Linked DNA regions of Sus scrofa: region 2 is linked to region 1. A link is a contact called in public promoter capture Hi-C data. All regions are on one chromosome and are shown on one strand. Each heading gives the region's core, a stretch centred on a gene start, on an enhancer-like site or on the middle of the called end of the contact. The rest is flanking DNA. Distances are from core to core; before and after follow the strand shown. Region 1 overlaps DPCD (protein DPCD). Region 2 holds the start of FBXW4 (F-box/WD repeat-containing protein 4).

What was found. Promoter capture Hi-C pulls out the DNA fragments that hold promoters and counts their contacts.
Region 2: a promoter capture Hi-C map of liver shows a contact between it and region 1, with 6 times the contacts expected there. The contact joins the promoter of FBXW4 here to the enhancer-like site in region 1. A contact is called at or near these places in 2 of 5 promoter capture datasets (fetal liver and liver), 5 of 47 Hi-C or Micro-C datasets (embryonic fibroblasts, fetal skeletal muscle, heart right ventricle and 2 more) and 2 of 2 datasets of contacts at active chromatin or transcription factors (alveolar macrophages and skeletal muscle).

Annotation. Positions count from the first base shown.
Region 1 is chr14:112,633,433-112,637,497 of Sscrofa11.1, forward strand. DPCD (protein DPCD) reads left to right here. Exons shown (of 6, transcript XM_001926725.4): 5 at 3,127-3,229; 6 at 3,664-3,965. The coding sequence ends at 3,768. It overlaps FBXW4 (F-box/WD repeat-containing protein 4), which reads right to left. Exons shown (of 9, transcript XM_021072714.1): 9 at 1-4,065. Among named protein-coding and RNA genes, the nearest start is that of POLL, 18 kb to the left of the region's middle. Within about 2 kb of position 2,234, at least 5 of the 83 cell types and tissues checked have an H3K27ac peak or open chromatin away from gene starts, as enhancers often do. A contact at or near this core is called in fetal liver and liver, where this site is marked.
Region 2 is chr14:112,733,544-112,737,608 of Sscrofa11.1, forward strand. It overlaps FBXW4 (F-box/WD repeat-containing protein 4), which reads right to left and starts at 2,219. Exons shown (of 9, transcript XM_021072714.1): 1 at 1,401-2,219. The coding sequence starts at 2,116. LOC102162056 (a long non-coding RNA gene) reads left to right here and starts at 1,398. Exons shown (of 2, transcript XR_307766.3): 1 at 1,398-1,534.

The sequences.
Region 1 (4,065 bases), core at 984-3,483:
TAGCAGGGAGAGAGCGATGAGTGTAGGTAGTGTGTCACTTCTGAAATAGCCCAAGTAAAGGAGCTGTCCTTTTGGCACAGGTTGGGGAGAGGTAGAGTTGGCCTGTTCTGGTCCCTTTGACAGTGACTTAAAGTCCATCTAGGGCAGCCCCCTTATTTGAGAAAGGAATTTGAATGAAGGAACTGAGGCCCAGAAGTTAAGTAGCCTGCCCAGAGTCACAGGGAAGGGCCAGGAGAATGCCTGAGAGCCTTTGCTTCCACAGACATCTTTTGAACATTTTTACATTCAGAAAGGAAGACCACTGTGTATTAGAGGGAGTGCCCAGGGGACCCGCAGGGTGGCTGGATCCTGGGGGAGGCCACCCTCCATAGCCACGCCATGCTTGGACAGGTACAGGGAACCCAGCCCAGGTGGTCTGTTTCTCTGAGGTTAGAAAGCAGAGAGGAGGGGCCAGGAGATTTGGGGGATTATTGCTGTGATAAGGGCCTCTCCATTTACTCGTTTTGCGGCTTGGGCAAGATACCTGACTTTTCTGTGTCTCAGCTTCCTCTTCTGTAAAAGAGGACAGCAGAAGTAACCAACCTGATTTGAGGATTCAGTGTGTGTTGAACAGTGCTTGGCACAGGATAAGTATTCGTAAATGTTACCTTTCACCACGTGGCTCAGACTGAGGATGGTGAAGGGAGGTGAGAATGGGGGTTGCTGTGCATCAGCGAAAAGCCCGGGAACCCCACCACTATAAGGGCTTAGCTTTTAGCAGAAACACAGAGTCTCCTCAGGCAGCGATAGGGCCTTGTTTCTTCTTCATCCTTAAATCCCCACCTCATAGCTCAAGATCTGGGACACAGTTAATGCCTGAGGAATGTTTGCTGCCTACCTACGCTGCCTGAGGCTCAGCATTCAGGACTTTTACAGAAGTGTGGTGGGGCCGTCTTTAGTCCAGGCGCTGTCTTTAGTCCAGGCGCTGGTGAGAAAGTCAAGTGTGGTTCCTCTCAGGGCAAAGCCCAAGGCCAGGGCTAGAGATAAAGGGGCGGGCTGCTTCCTGAGGAGAGAAAGCAGCAGATGCCCCATCCTCCCTTGAAGACTGCCCATCAGGAGCCCGTGAGGAATATTGTCTAACCCCAACCAGTAAACTAAATCCGTTAAAACAGACTCAGAACACAGCTGAGCCTCCAGACCTACTCTGCCTCCGCTCCCCCTGCCTCGTGAAAGGTGATGGGGGCAGAACAGGGAAGGTGGGGCAACCAACGCAACTCAAGTTCCCTTTGATCTTGTCATCGCTGTTGAGGCCAAGTCCTGGGACTCTCTTTCCAGTCCCACCACCCTCCCCTGGGGCATGTGGCTTGACAGGGCCCCTTTGAGGGTGCAGAGGTGTGTCCCTGTCCGCCCTCTCCGACACATAGCCAGGTAGGCAGAAAGGAGGGTGTTCCCCCACCCCCAACTCGTTCCCCACAGCGAGGCCTTACACAGGCCCTGTAGGTTAGGCTGAGCTGTGCTTGCCAGGCTGCTTTTCTCCTGGTTTGGCTTCTTATGTATATTTGCAGGGAAGATGTTAACACTTCCTAACAAGCCTTTGTGTTCATCTAATCTCTGCTGTTTAACCTTTGACTCCCCCTCTATTATCAGTGTCTGCCACCTTTGCTGGCCAGACCTAGGGCCCCAGGAAGAGCCCTCAGCCTGGGCTGGCTAGGAAGAGGATGAGGCCGACATTCCACCCGGGTTTGCAGGCAGATGGATCGCCTTTCCCTGGGGCAGAGCTTTGGAAAATAAAGCAAACTTGTGGTGCCATTAGGATCCCCCAGCCCCCACTCCTTTTGAACTGTCAGCCTTTAAGTAAACATTCTTTTCCTGCCATGGGTCCCAGCACCTTGGCGGGGAGTGGGGAACCTGGGAGGAGAGGGGCCCTCGGAGCCTCCACTAAACTGAGGGATTTGGGCAGGAAGAGCAGGGCAGAAGTACTGCATTGATGTCAGCTCTCTGAATCCTCAGGGCATCGGGGCTTTTGAAGTGGACTTGGGGCAGCTGTCACAGACCAGGCTCCTCTGGTATTAGAAGCCTATCCTCTCCAGGCCCCATGGTTGAGTTTGTTTCTATGTGCCTGCAGCCCACACGACTCTGCAGCAGCAGTGATGCTGTGCCTGGGTGACAGGTCTGGCAGCCACTGGCCGGAGCCTAGGTCACACTTGCACCAAGGAAAATGCCAAACGGGCCTATTGCTAGAGATAAGGAGGCCATTCTTTGTGCTCTGGCGTAATAAGCACTGGATCAGCGTCAGAGAACTTTAATCCTGACCCCACTGACTACTAACTGGCTGTGAAGGCAGGCAGTTTCACCTCTCTGAGCCTGAGTTTGCTCTTCGGTAAAGGTCAGAGTTCCTGCAAAGTCCAGTTACAGTCATTATGGGTTGGATGTTGCTATGTGGGTTGTTTCTGTTTTGTTTTTAACTAAAAGAAATTGTTAATCTCTGGACTGGCACCTGCCGATGATGGGGACCGTCTGTGTATGCGAAAATGGGGGAGTGGGGTCTCAGGGCCAGCAGAGTCCAGAGCTGCAGGGATCCAGCTTCCGGGATGAGTCACATGGTTCGTTCTCTTAGGGAGATTTCTCCTTGTCCATATACTTACCTCTCTGACCTACAAGCAGAGGCAAGCTGACAAGGCCTTGGAAGGCCCCCAAAGAGGAAAAGATAGCTGAGGCCTTCAGTGACAGTGCCGTGTAAGTGGCAACTGTCAGTCTCCTGCTTTGGAGGAAAGCTCTAGATAGCCTTATTCTGTTATTTGTTAGCACACATGTCCCACCTTCTTCAGGTGCAGAGAAGGTGTGGCTTGTCTGAGCTGTCCGTATTCCAGGAGGCTTATTCAGTGTGTTTTTGGGAGTCCTGAGCCTGAAGTATGAGTCACTCAAAGTTCTGGTCTAATCAAGGAATTATGAGTGGCCCTGTTCTTCAACTGCTGGACTGGCCATAAGGCTTTTCCTTCCAGGGCGTTCTAACTGGTTCCCTTCTTCCTCTTTGGCTGTGTGGAAGTTGTGGGAGAACTGTGTAGAAGTTTGGCGTCAGAGGGCCGGATGCCCAACTGTTGTGGTCACCTTGTTGGGTGTCCCCATGGCCTCTTGGTGTTCCCACAGGTACTACAAGAAGTTCCCCATTCCTGACCTAGACAGATACCAGCTACCTCTGGATGACTCCTTGCTGAGCTTTGCTCATGCCAACTCTACCCTCATCATCTCCGTAAGATTCATTTGGACTTTTTGGCTTCTCCCTGACATGAGAAGTTTCCTCTTCCCCTCACCCCTTCTCATCCCATTGTTGCCGTCAGTTCCAGCCCCAACCACTCTGGGGGTGTGCTTGCTAGTGAACAGGCCCCTGTGCTTCAGCATGGGATTAGCAGGTGGGGGCTCAGGGAGGAGGCTCATTTGAAAATCACAGCTAGAAGGGGGGGGGACCCACAGAACTAGGGTTCTAGAAGGTCCAAAAGCCTACCCCTATCCATCCATGTGACTTGGAGCGAGTCATTCAACTCTGTAGGCCTCAATTGCCTCATCTTTGAATAAAGGGGGGAAGAAGGGGTCCTGAGCATGTGGGCAGGGTATGTGTGTGTGTGTGTGTGTGTGTGGTGGGGGTAATATGACTGAATCATGCCTTCTCCTTGGCTCCATCCACAGTACCACAAGCCCAAGGAGGTCCTGGTAGCTGAGTCAGAGCTGCAGAAGGAGCTGAAGAAGGTGAAGACAGCCCACAACAGTGACGGGGATTGCAAGACCCAGTAGTAGACCCATGAACCTGCACTTCTGATGCTGAGTCTGGGTGAGGTTCTTCCTACAGACCTGTCAGAGTTTGAGGCTTGGGCCTTTCCAGCCCGGGGCAGCCTCTTTCCTTTCAGCAGCTGTCCAGGCTCTGTAAGAACCGGGGCCTTCCTAGCCCTGAGTCATGGTTTTCTCTCCTGAGTAAAGTCATTCTGAGTCACTGTGGGTGCACTGCCCTCTTGCTCACTTCTGATGCTCCTGCCCCCAGGGAGGGTGCTGGTGATGACATTTCCTGCTCCTCTAGCCTAAGGACCTTCAGAG
Region 2 (4,065 bases), core at 969-3,468, 100 kb after region 1:
AGGTAGCCACAGTAACACCAGATCCAAGCCACGTCTGCAACCTACACCACAGCTCACTGCAATGCCAGACCCTTAACCCACTGAGCTACGCCAGGGATGGAACCTGCATCCTCATGGATACTAGTCAGATTCGTTTCCACGGAGCCATGAAGGGAAACTCCACAAAGATTTTTTTTAATTCTTACATGAAATTGATTTAATAGTTCATTTCTTGTGTCCCTGTAACTTGGTATAACACTTTGTTACAAACCATAACCTTTGACCCAATAATGCCAATCTTGAGATTTTATCCTAAGGAACTAATTTGAAAAGACATACGTATTATACAGTATGTGATATATCTCAATAAAGCTGATACCAAAAATTTCATTAAATTATCCATTTCCTTGTTATCCAGCAAAAAGCTGGATACAACAAGAAGTCTAAAATTACAGGAATGTTTTTAATCTCATCATAGTACAGCCCACAAACATTTATTATGTACCTATTCTGTTAGAATCAGTAGGATAGCAACTAAGGGGGGGGGTGTGCAAATGAAAAGTAATTTTAAAAACTGAATAGTTGTCTAGAGGTGGTGGTATTATAGCCTTTTATGTTTCCAACCAACTTTAATGTTGTTATACTGTATTAGAATTACCTTTTTTTTATTTAACCCAAATTGGATGCAGTTGGGTGGAATATGTGATAGTTTTTACTCCCCTAATTCCATACATTTTTCCTCCTTCCTATTTAACAGCTTAAGTGGTTAAGTTTATCATTCACAGGTCTCAGATCCTGTCAAGCACAGGCCAAATCACAATACCATACCTTTGTATACAGTCGAGACCTCATCGAACCCCCTGACATAAAAGGCACCCTTTTTTGTGTCATTCTGCCTGTATTAAGTCATAAACTATGGTTGACACTTGTACTAAGGGCCTTCTTTTAGGATCTGAGCCCTTTTCTTCATATTCAATTTTATCGGAGCCCTGAAATTTAACTCTTTTAAGACAGTGAGAGGAGGAGAGTCCACAAAAATGTTCTGATAGGCCACATCGTGAACATGGGTCCTACACCTGGATGGGAGGAGGACCTGCCAGACTCCTCTAGGTCTGAGGAACCCAGGCAGTCAACGTCTGCTGAAGGACACAATTAAAAGCTTAAGAGAGTGCTTAAGATGGCTAATTGTGAGGAGCCGCCCACGGGGAGGGTGCTGAGTGAGGGACGCTCTCGGGAAGCGTCCTCGGGTGGGTGCTACAAGCGGAGAAGGGTGCTTGGGGAGGGGTTGGCGGAGGCCGGGTGTAGGCCTCGCAAACTCGGGGTACGACACGGCCCCAGGTCCACCAGGCCGCGGCGCCCCGCCCTTTCCCGGGACGCGGGCCCGCCCGGGGCGGGGAGCGGGCGGAGAAGCGGGCGCTTACAGGTCGGTGCCGAGCCGCGTGAAGCCAGAGTTGAGCGAGGCCCGGGCTATCCGGCGCCAGAGCAGGTCGCAGCTGGTGAAGCGCCGCAGCCAACGGCACACCTGAGCCAGGCGGCCGAGGGCCTGCATGTCCAGGTAGGAACAGATGAGCAGCAGCAGCTCCTCCGGCAGGCGCAAGAGCGCGGGCCCCGCGGCTGGGCGGCCCGTGGGCTCCCGGGCCGCCGCCTCCTCCTCGGCCGCCTCTGCCGCCATGGCCGCCCCTGTCCGCGCGAGGTGCCCCCAAGCCTGACCCCCTCGTCCTTGTGCTCTCGCCGGCCTGGCTTCCTCCCGCCACCCAGTCCTGACCCTCCATTCTTCCTTCTTCCCATCATCTCTCCCTTCGGCTTCCTTCCCCGCCCCTGCGCTTCCCTCCTCTCCCCTGACGATCCTTCTCGCTCCTTCCTGCACGCTCCCGCCTCCCTCTCCCTCCTCTCCCAGGCCTGCCCTCGCTCCCGCCTCGGCCCCCAGCCCCGCAGCCGCCTTCGCCTGTGGTGGCTCCGGCTTCCCTTCCGCCCCGCTTCCTCTTCCGTCTTGCCCCGCTCCTGCTTTTCCCTTCCTCTTCCCCTTCCTTCGCTTCCCCCTCGCGGCTCTCCCTTCCTGTAGTTTCCTCGCTTCCCCGCTCTCGCCCTCGCCGGGTCCGCCGTTCCCGGGGGGCCCCGAGCCGCCCTGGCTGCCCATGAGCGGCCGCGGGCCGGCCCGCTGCGGAGCCAAGCCGGAGCCGCCGCCAGCGCCGCCGCCGCCCCGGGAGGAGGCGACACCATGCCGGACCGGGTCACATGGGGCGGTGCGGGCCGAGGCCTGGGCCCGCCCCTCACACCCGCGGCCGTGGAGTGGCTTCGGGGTAAGGCCCGGGCCAGGGAGCGGCCCTCCTCCCATGCCCGGGGCCGCCCGGGCGTGCGGTGTTAGCACTGCTGCGTTGATCCACCATGTGAGGCCCGCCGAGGGTCTGGCCGAGGCCACAAGAGGAGCTTCTGCCTTCAAGAAGTCGCCAGTTTGAAACCCTGCCCTCAAGAAGCATCCACTTGGGTGGCCTTCTCTCTCCAGTAGCCCTCTTCTACCTTGGCCGATGCCTCCTTCGCGCAGGCCACGTACCAGGGCCGCACGAACTACACCCCAAGAAGTTGGCAGGTTCCTTAGCACGGGTGCTCACGCGGGGTGTAAACCTCGGTCCTGGCAATGATCGGATATTTTAGACGTTTTGGGGGAGGTAGCAGTCCTCTAGATTCTGAGTCCGTAACTCTCCAATTATGTATCAGTAAAGCAAAGCTATTAGTCACCAATCCAAAGGCAAGTGGATTCCCCCAAGGTCATCCAGGAGCTCTTCCCCTACCACCCATTCCATTCACGAGGCACCGATTTGAAGGGAGAGCTAAGAAAAATCTACTGAAGTCTAGATGTGCTGTACTTGATGGTCCCCTCAAGACACACAAGGGCTTTGGGACGTTTGTAGTGTGACTAGTCCAAATCAAGGTGTCCTGTAAGTGTGAAAAACCTACCAGATCTGAAGACTTATATAAGAATGTGAACTATCTCAATAATTTTATATTAATTACATGTTGAAATGGTAAGATTTTTGATATGTTGGCCTAAGTGTATGTGTGTGTATATTTTTTTTTTTGGTCTTTTTGCCTTTCTAGGGCGGCTTCCCACGGGTATGGAGGTTCCCAGGCTAGGGGTCTAATCGGAGCTGTAGCCACAGGCCTAGCCAGAGCCACAGCAATGGAGGATCAGAGCCGCATCTGCAACCTACACCACAGCCCACGGCAACACTGGATCCTTAACCCACTGAGCGAGGCCAGGGACTGAACCCGCAACCTCATGGTTCTTAGTTGGATTCGTTAACCACTGAGCCACGACAGGAAGTCCCTGGCCTAAGTATATTTTAATGTAACTACTAGAAAAGTCAAAATTATACATTTGTGGCCCACATTATTTTTCTCTTGGTCAGCACTGGAGGAGGTAGGTAAGATTTGGAGGTGGAGGAGGAAGAGGCCTATTCCTATCTATGTATCCTGTATCACAAATCCTAATAGGAAGGATTTGAGGGTTTTATTTTGTATTTACATCTTAATATCCATTTTCAGAAACAAAAATTAATGAGAAATCAAGTCTGGAAATTATTCTTCACTTAACATAGCCAAGAAGAGACCGAGGAAAGCACCCACATTGCATTATGTCACCACAGAAGCATCATGTAACAAGGTCAGACCGGAATCTGGCTTTGCCCTAGAATTACTTTTTGATCTTAGCAAAACAACAACAAAAACCCCCTCCTATCTTGGCCTTTTAGTGTTCTCAGTCTATAGCGAAGATAATGCCTCTGCCTTACTTTCGAGGGATAAATAAGATGATCCCTGTAAAATGCTTTGAACTCCTCTAAGAAAATTCTCAATAATAGTTACAGGTCAAATCCTGTTACAAAAAAATACCCCCCCCCCCCAAAAAAAAGGTACAACAAAGGATTTGTGTAGAAAAAGATTTCTAAATTCCAGCCAGTGGTTTACTTATTAAAAGCAAATTTGATACATTTCAGTATAACAAAGAATTTAGACCATCTCTTAAAGATCATTATAAAGATCATCATACTATTAGAAGGCTACTGAGGTAAGAATGCTGCAAATTGAGAT